3 separate regions of the Zea mays genome follow, and all the other regions are linked to region 3. Evidence: chromatin contacts called from public Hi-C data. All regions are on one chromosome and are shown on one strand. Each heading gives the region's core, a stretch centred on a gene start, on an enhancer-like site or on the middle of the called end of the contact. The rest is flanking DNA. Distances are from core to core; before and after follow the strand shown. Region 1 holds the start of LOC103650144 (neutral/alkaline invertase 1, mitochondrial). Region 2 holds the start of LOC103651969 (gibberellin 2-beta-dioxygenase 2). Region 3 holds the start of LOC100282195.

The links. Hi-C and Micro-C count contacts between places; a contact is called where the count stands out from the background.
Region 1: a contact with region 3 is called in a Hi-C map of ear, with 4 times the contacts expected there. The contact joins the promoter of LOC103650144 here to the promoter of LOC100282195 in region 3. A contact is called at or near these places in 3 of 25 Hi-C or Micro-C datasets (ear, leaf and tassel).
Region 2: a Hi-C map of ear shows a contact between it and region 3, with 4 times the contacts expected there. The contact joins the promoter of LOC103651969 here to the promoter of LOC100282195 in region 3. A contact is called at or near these places in 6 of 25 Hi-C or Micro-C datasets (bundle sheath, ear, endosperm and 2 more) and 1 of 3 datasets of contacts at active chromatin or transcription factors (leaf).

Annotation. Positions count from the first base shown.
Region 1 is chr3:61,340,910-61,343,938 of Zm-B73-REFERENCE-NAM-5.0, forward strand. It overlaps LOC103650144 (neutral/alkaline invertase 1, mitochondrial), which reads left to right and starts at 1,704. Exons shown (of 6, transcript XM_008675791.2): 1 at 1,704-3,029. The coding sequence starts at 2,434. LOC103650143 (a long non-coding RNA gene) reads right to left here and starts at 1,181. Exons shown (of 3, transcript XR_002268359.2): 1 at 710-1,181; 2 at 600-637; 3 at 1-481.
Region 2 is chr3:61,484,151-61,487,107 of Zm-B73-REFERENCE-NAM-5.0, forward strand. It overlaps LOC103651969 (gibberellin 2-beta-dioxygenase 2), which reads right to left and starts at 1,582. Exons shown (of 3, transcript XM_008677633.4): 1 at 1,064-1,582. The coding sequence starts at 1,461.
Region 3 is chr3:61,800,874-61,803,930 of Zm-B73-REFERENCE-NAM-5.0, forward strand. LOC100282195 reads left to right here and starts at 1,605. Exons shown (of 10, transcript NM_001155107.2): 1 at 1,605-2,262; 2 at 2,378-2,485; 3 at 2,594-2,689; 4 at 2,792-2,884. The coding sequence starts at 1,929.

The sequences.
Region 1 (3,029 bases), core at 454-2,953, 460 kb before region 3:
CATCTCTGTAACACTTGCTACATAGGTGTTAGTTAGCCATACAAATTTCTAAAATTCTAAAAATAAATGTAAAATCTAGTAATTAAAATTAGAGGAATTCTATCTTCTAACAAAGGAAACAATAACAAACTAAGTAAATCTAAAGCGGGCTACAAAAAACTAATTGAAATGACCTTAAACAGTGTCCCGGTTCGCACAGAAAATATTCCTAGCTCTAAGTTCACCAAAATAAAGGAACATGCCAAGTCCAAGACACAGATTAGTTTCATTGTGATGCCCTCTATACAAAAAGGATTTCCAATTGATACAATGCCAACTCGTAAATTTCGCAAGGAAAAGTTGGGACCATGTTTGACAAGGCACGTCAGATCTTTCAGTAAACCATATCAAGGAAAGCTGGCAGATCTGGACTAGGCAAGTAAATCCCCTTTATATTAGCTTTCTTGTCATGAAAATTTCCACACAATAACCACGCATGGACCTGGCCACAAATGAATTCCAGTCAGTGTTATGATCCAAGCTGAGCCATTACCTGCTAGCATATCTCCCCACTAGGACTCCCAACAAAGCAAAGTTGAACCTGTTCTTTAATTCAATACCTAGAGACTTGAAGACTCCTAACACGAAGAAGCTCGATCTATCCAACAAGACAAGAAAAAAACGTAAACAAAAAGCAACCATACAGAGTGAATGTGCAGGATCTACTTACCACGATGCTGATGAACACGACCTTCTCGTTCTCGCTGCATCAGGGGCCCTTCCTCGTCGTCCGCGCATCGCCATCGAGCAGCTCATCACTCCTCCAGCACCCTGCCCCTTCTTGGACCCAGGGCACGACACCATTCTTGATGTCTGGGAGGGAGGGATCGGCGACCACCCCTTGCGTCGTCCGAGGGGGAGATGAGGTGAATGGGGATAGGAGGATGAGTGGCGGCGAGGGCGTGCATGGAGACAGCGAGGGCGGGTTCTGCGATGCGTGCGGAGGAATGGCGACGACGGATGTGGGATGGAGAGCGGTTAGGTTTTTGTGGCTGGGTGTGATAACAATTCGATGGGTGGATTTTGTGTGTGTGCGCGTGGGGGTTACACATGCACAATATGGAGGTCGGACCCGTGCGGTGCGTGCAGGCGCACCTGGTCGGCTGTTCTGTGGTCAGGGCTTTCTTTAGTTAGAAAGAGGCCAGGGCTTCAAATATATAAACTATATATATATATATATATATAACATACGATAAATTTTGTTTTAATAAAGCACAAAATATATGTTTTCTATTGATTAGGTGAATATAGTGCCAACAACAAGGTTTAGAACACTCAATTATACATAATTTCACCTTATTTTTTTACATAAACTCTCCTATTATAGCAGTATAGAAGAGATTATAAAATTGCGGGTTGATTATAAAGAAATGTAGGATTTTTTTAAAAAATATTGACACGGGACGACCGTTGAAACTGATGATTTAATATAGTAAATAAAAGATATACACGGTGCTAATTTAAAATTATACCATGAATTTCTAAGCATGAGAAAAATACATTACCCAAACACGATTTTCACGATGGTAATTTCATCCAGCCCTACAGCCAAAAGAAGGACAATGACCACCATTTCTCCATTTAGCCAATGGGCATGCTGCATGCAGGGAAAAAACTTCAGAAACGTGACCTTTAAATCCAAGGTGGACCCCACCAGCTACCGCGCGATCTTTTATGAGCTGTCTGGTTGCTTTTGCTTGCAACATTTTAGACCTCGCCGGCGGTATATAACATTATTAGCATTTTTATGTGGTTGGTTACATGTACACTATCATTGACCTGGGAAAACAGATGCAAGCGAGGCTCTCTAGCCTGGTGTGCCATAGGCCCATAGAAAGCGGGTGACTTTAAACTCGTTCTTTTATTATATATCTTTTAGTTAAGATATTTAATTATCAAACTGATTTTGCTTTTATGTTTTTAACATGGTAGGAACAAAACTTGATCACACTTGTTATATAAATTTAAATATTAATTTTATTTATATCACTTTTATATACTCATAAATGCAGCCAAACATAAATTATATCTGATTTGTAGAAGCTCCAACAAGTCAATAACCCACCAAAGAAAGGCTCTTGCTGTCAGTATTGCACATGCTGGACCTGCCTAAAAGGAGCCTGCCTCCTCAAATATACAAGCCACGGTGGCCAGGCTCCGAGAAAAGGAAATCAAACAGCCCCTATAAAAAAAAGCCTGGCTCCCTCCCAGCTCTCCTCTGCCTTATGCTCCCCAGTCCCCACCTAACCCAAACCGAACCGGCCCTTCGCACTTCCGCAGAACGAGCACTCGTGGACCAAATATTTGGCACAAGTTAGCTTTGCCTGTTTCTTGCGTGTAGATCCCTCAAGGTTTCTCCGCCGCGCGCCCGTGCCCTTCGCCGGAGCTTGCCATATGAATGGTCAAACCCCGATGGGGCTCGCCGCCGTAGCAGTGAGGCCGTGCTGCAGCCGCCTCATCTCGTCCGCCTCCGCCGCCGCGGCGTCAAAGACGGCGGCGGGCACCGCGACCTCGCTCTTCCCCAGATTGCCCCACCCGCACCACCCCCCGTACGGCCGGCGCCTCCCCTTCCTCGTCTCCGCGGCGTCGCAGTCGCAGGCCGGCCCGGGCACTCCTCCCACCCCTGTACCAGCCCCCGTCCCCTCCGACCCCCGCGCTGCCGTTTCCGGCAACCTTCCTTTCTTCGACCGCGTCCTCTTTCCCGACTCGTTCCCGCTTGAGACCCCGCCCTCCAAGGAGGAGGAGGACGCGGCAGCGCTGCAGACCGATGAGGCCGTGGCGCCGGCCGTCCCCTTGAGGGAGGAGACGGAGACAGAGAGGGAGGCGTGGAGGCTGCTGCGGAGGGCGGTCGTCAGCTACTGCGGCGAGCCCGTGGGGACGGTGGCGGCGGAGGACCCCGAGTGCACGGAGATGCTCAACTACGACCAGGTCTTCATCAGGGACTTCGTGCCCTCCGCGCTCGCCTTCCTCATGCGCGGCGAGACCGAGAT
Region 2 (2,957 bases), core at 332-2,831, 320 kb before region 3:
TCTTAGGTTGTTAAATATTTTTAAATTATGCTATCTCGTTGGTAAATTAATTATTTTTATAACTTAAATCATTTAATGTACATCACTTGTACGCGGTTACGAACTCGATGGCAAACAAATGATTTTACGGCGTGATTGATGAGCAATACAAGCTATTAGAAGTGTGAAACAACTCACCAGGTTTGAGAACTAAATAGAGATATCTTGGAAGTTATTATATATTGAGAAAACTCATTTAAGAAATTGTTGTAGCATGATTTTTGTTTACTAACACCCTAAATCAACTTTAGGGAGTTTTTTGTGGAACTACTGGAGGTGACCAACATGCACTTCTAGAATCATAAATTTCCCTACCAGTGCAAAATTCAACACCCACAGGCTAAGGCCCTGCTTGGTTTCTTTAGTCACCTGACTAAATTTTAGTGACTAAAGTATCTCGTTTGGTTCCAGTGACTAAATCTTACTAAAAAGCATTAATTGGTGTGAATAATGATTGCATTACCCCTATTAATTAGTGGACATGTGTTGCACTAAAAAAGAGAAGATAGCAAATGAGGTAAAAATCCTACTTTAGTCTCTTTTAGTCACCCCTTAGTGACTAAAGAATGTAAGTTTAGTTATCCCACTTTAGTCATCCTGTTTGCTTCTTTAGGGACTAAAAATGACTAAATTTTAGTCACTAGACTTTAGTCATCCCAAACCAAACGGGCCTAATTCACGTTTCGAGTAGTGTTGGCCAGTAGGCGTCGCATCAGGTTTATCCACTTGCTAGAATCAGAGACAAGGCACGCCGATTTCTTTCTTTCATCATCTTCATTTTAAAAAACTGACTCAGGCGCATTGGTATATACTACCTATGGCACTAACGACGACTAATGATGCATCTTGCACAAGAAATAAATTTTCGCGTCGATACATAATTTAAGTGATTATAACAATAATATATCATATACAATATAGAGACGTTTGCAACTTTCCAGAGTAGATGAACAAAACTAAACAAAGGCTACAAGAACATGTGCAAAATAATTAATATACAATATAATCGTAGATATGATATTACCTGAACCGCGAAGGGTCCTCCGCGTCGATGACCATGGCCTTGCGCGCCACTGCTGCGGGTTGGGCGTGCAGGATGAGGTACTCCAGCTCGCCGACGTCGCCGTTGGCACCAATGTTCCGGCTGCCATACCCCAGCGGGTCCGGCGGCCCGGCCGCCTGCTTCACCGGAGCGGGGCGCGCGAAGAACGCCGACGTGGCGGCGTCCAGCCGGGCGGACACCCGCGGCGGCACGCCGTGGTTGACGGCCTTGAAGAAGCCGCGCTCCGCGCAGGCGCGCACCAGCCGGCGCGCCAGCTCGCCGCGCCCCGACGGCGCCGACATGTCCACCGTCGGGATAATGCCGAGCGGGAGAGACTCCGGCGCCATGTCCCGGCCTGCCGCCGCCGACGGCGCTACCATGGCTAGATGATTATTGCGTGGTATGAATATGATTGCACGTGTACCGTGTTGCGTACTTGTGGAGCGCGCGCGCGCGCGAGAGAGAGTTTTAGAGTGGCAGTGAGGATGATGATGCCGCCGGCCGGCCGGTCGGGGTGTGGGTGTGGCAGCCGCGGGCAGCGCACGTATAAATGGTACACGGTGGGGGTGGAGTTGAAGATTCCGCTTGGAATGCTGACAGTTTGTTCTGGTTTTGACCTGGTGTCCTGGCCTCGAGTTATTAGTAGTATTTGCTACGGATGATTCAACGAAGCAGCTGGCGGCCGATCCCTCCCTTTTCTTGGAATTGCAGGCCGCGATGTAATTTTATTTGCTGGGCCTGTGTTGGGTACGGGAGAGCAGATCTTCTGTGGTTGTCATGTTGATGAGGGGCCTGGTGACAACCTTTCCGCCCCACCTGGTGATGTGCATTTTAAATACTAGATGGTTAGAATAATACCAGCTCTTGACATCTAATATATTTAATAGTTAAAGATAAAAAGTAATTATAGATGGTTAGAGGATTAGAGGAAAGCAGCGAGCGCGCTAGATCGTCGTCATCGTCCAATTGAGCAGTGGAACAGCACACAGCATAGTGTGGCACAGAGGATCCGATGCTCCCGGAGGGTGCAAAAGCGTTCCATTCAGTACAGCTCGATGCATTGCCGTCCTGAATTAGTTTAGTCGTCTTTGTTTAGTTAAGTTCATTCTGACAGCACCTGGTTCATCGACCATGCATGCATGTCTTGTATCGGCAGATGATGCCAGTGCCCAAAACGGAAAACTCACCGTTGGAGCATCAGGAACGTGCACCGCCCAGAAAGAGAAACATTGTCTGCTTCTTGCCTGAATGTGCTGGCCGCCGTAGCGTGCATCGACATTTCCATTTCATCACCTACCTGTTACTACATACGGTTAAATAATTAGCATTGATTAAAGACGTTCCTTAAAAGAACAGATATTAAAGGTTTTTTTTTCTTCTGAAGCCTTGTTCGTACGAACCGACACTAAAAAGTCTAAAATGCCTCTTTGTAACTTTGGTTCCATCCCAGAACTTTCAGTTCTAGCTTACTAGTAGGAATATAAATGGTACTGATATTATACATTCGTATTTAATTTCAATTCGTCTAAGAGAGATGAGAACCGATCTGTATCCGAGTCTAGGTACTCAGTTTCAGATTAAATCTGTTCTTTATCCATATCCGTTTTCTTAAAGTTGGATATTTGAAATATCGATATTCATTCAAATCTTATTCGACACAACTTGATAATATCCAAATTTGTTTCGAATCTAAAGAGAAAATATGAAAATAAATATAGAAGGAGTAATATCCATCCGTATCGGATTCGTTTACACCCTACCCTTAAGTCTTTAATACCGGTTGTAACTTTAGCCTTTCTCAAGGCTTTCTCATTCATTCTCTTCTTCCCGTGCCTTTCCCGTTGAGCCTCTTGAGTGTAACACCTTAAATCCTTCA
Region 3 (3,057 bases), core at 355-2,854:
CGGATGAACGTGCTGCTAGTGGTGATATGCGAGGATGTCAGACTACTACTACATCGACACATTCTTGTTCAAACATGCTATACGTCTAGTGGTAACGATCTAACATGTATGCTAACTTGGTTAATAATTAGCTACAGGCATCCAAACAACCTAGCTAATACTTTAGCTATTAGCTATTTTAGTAAATTAGCTAATAGTTAGCTAGTTATTTGTTAGCTATCTAATTCTATTAGCAATTTTTAGCCAACTAAGGGCCTGTTTGGGCGGAGGGCTCCCAAACCGGCTCCAGCTCTGGCTCTTGGATGAGCCTTCCCAAACGGTCTAAAAAAAGAGCTGCCAACAAAGAGCACGGAGAAGTCGAAGCCATTTTTATAGAGAGGAGCCAAAGCCAAAAAATTGGCTCCTAGCGGCTCCTCCTCTCACTCCCCTTCTCTCACGTTTAGAGGAGTCATTTTGCCAAATGATTTATTAAAAAAACACTGGCTTCTATAGAGTTGTTCTTCAAAAGAAGTCAGAGCCAAAGTCAGTTTTAGAGGGCTGGAGGTGTACCAAATGAAGCCTAATTATTAGATTTAGTGCATTCAAACAGTGGCGGACGTAGGACCAAAATTCAGGGGGGCCAAAAAGACCACATGAGAGACATGATTTTCTAGTCCGTCGACCGCATGGGACAAGTCATATCGTTGCGACGAGCGAGATATAGCTTGTCGAGCGGATTGACGTCACGGTAAAAACAGAAAGGGACGGAGGCGGTAGGAAGGGGCGAAGTCGGGTGACGTCGCATCGGGAATGGGTCGGTGGCGGAAACGGGGCAGCGAGCAGACTGGTTTAGGTGGTGTCGGGAAGATTAGAGTTAGACTGGTAGATGCAAGGACTGGACCGAGAGGATCCGGCGAGCAGGCTCATAACATGGTTGTTTTATGCCATGTTCTAAACCTCTAGAGCTAACTGTTAACTAGTTTTAGCTAGGTTGGGGCATCTAACAACTAATACTTATTTAAGGGCTATAGCTAACAATTAGTTGATCCATTCTAAACCTTTCGACTAATTTTAGTAACTAGCTATTAGTTTTAGAGATTTAGAAAGACTTTAAACTATTTAAAACTTTGATTTTTTTCTACACTTAATACTAAATAATCATTATACATAAAAGGGTGTACAAAATTGAGAGAGGGCCATGACCCACTTTGCCCCCTATGGATCCGCCTCTGCATTCAACTCATGTTTATTAGTATTAGTCTGTATATTTTATAACATTAGCCCATGACGAGGCCCAAAGGAACACGACGTCCACGGGCCATATCGCGCCGCTGCAAATTTATTTTTGGCAGGTTCCGTTCTGGGGTGCCTGCCAAAGTCCGTCGTCGACCCGGCCACGCCTAGCCAAGAATGCCCTCAACGAAAATGAAATGAAACCAAATCTTGATCCTTGGGAGCTGCTACTGCGACCATTTCAAGGATACTTTACTGACTACGGTCACGCAGTTGCAGGCAGCCGTCAGTGGAAGATTCCCTCGGCTAGACCGCTAGAGTGCAGCGGCAGCAAATAAAAATCGTTTATGTTATCCGGCCGGCGGCTCACATGCGGCAACACCACCCAATCCCCCCAACAACCCGTGCCTGCCGTGATCCTTCCGACGCCGTTCCCCGGCCACCTCCACCGCCAATGGCAGGCGCCATCCGCTTCACATGACCTCACTGTTACACGGCTCGAGCTGCCTAGCTGTGGCTGTGAGCCCCTTCTACCTTCTTGGCTGTTTGCTAGCTAGAGGCCGAGAACGAAGCCAGCCCCGTTTTCTGATCCTTCGCACAGTGGCGCTGCACGTGCCTCTCTCGATCTGTCGCCTTCTCCTCTTCTTCGCCTTGTACCGTCTGCTGAGCAGTGAGCACGGAACAAGATCGAACCACGGCCTCACATACTCGCGCATATGGCGACAATGGCAGGGCGTCTTGTTGCCCGGACGTCGTCCTCCTCGGCCAAGCGCCAGCGGTTCAGCTCCGCTGTTCTCCTCCTCGCTCTCTTCCAGAGCTCGTGGTGCTACGACGACGCGGCGGCGACGACGACGGTGGATTACGGTTACAACAACGAGCACGAGGCCGACCGGGTGGCGTTCCTCCCCGGGCAGCCGAGGAGCCCTCCGGTGTCGCAGTTCGCCGGGTACGTCACCGTGAACGAGCGCAACGGGAGGGCGCTCTTCTACTGGTTCTTCGAGGCCCAGACGTCGCCGGCGCACAAGCCTCTCCTACTCTGGCTCAATGGAGGTTCTTGCCTTCCACTCTTAGAAAACCCTGATCAATTACATTGAATTGTCCTACGAAATGTTTTCTGCATTCTTCAGGAAAGTTAATAATACTAATATTTCTGCATAACATGCAGGACCTGGTTGCTCGTCCGTTGGGTACGGAGCTGCTTCTGAGTTGGGGCCTCTCAGAGTCAACAGACACGGGGCAGGGCTTGAGTTCAACAATTTTGCGTGGAACAAAGGTGCCTGCACCAATTTCTCCTCTCTTTTTTTGGCTGGCTAAAGAAGAGCGCAATATAACCAAGTGAAACTGACCCCTCCTTTGCTGCACCTTCCACTGCTCTTGCCAGAGGCCAACTTGCTCTTCCTAGAGTCTCCTGCTGGGGTTGGCTTCTCCTACACCAACACATCATCCGACCTCACCAAACTGGATGATGCTTTCGTAGGTAGTTTCAGTGTTCTTTAGAGAGTAATGTGTTCACTGCATCATTGTTTTAGAAATGTTTTAAGATGCGTGCGTGGTGTCATTTTTGTTTTCACTTTTGCAGCTGAAGATGCATACAGCTTCCTAGTAAATTGGCTCAAAAGGTTTCCGCAGTATAGGAGCCACGAATTTTATATCTCCGGGGAGAGCTACGCAGGTAATTCATGCCATGATGAGCTTACCAATAATTGTTTCCTGATTGCCAACAAAGAACGATGTAGTATATGATTTTTGCACATAACGAAACATAGTTTCCTGATTGTCAACACCGTTAGAGGTTGCATGGAATATTAGCAAGCCCACTGGCCATGAGCCCATGATATCCTTCTT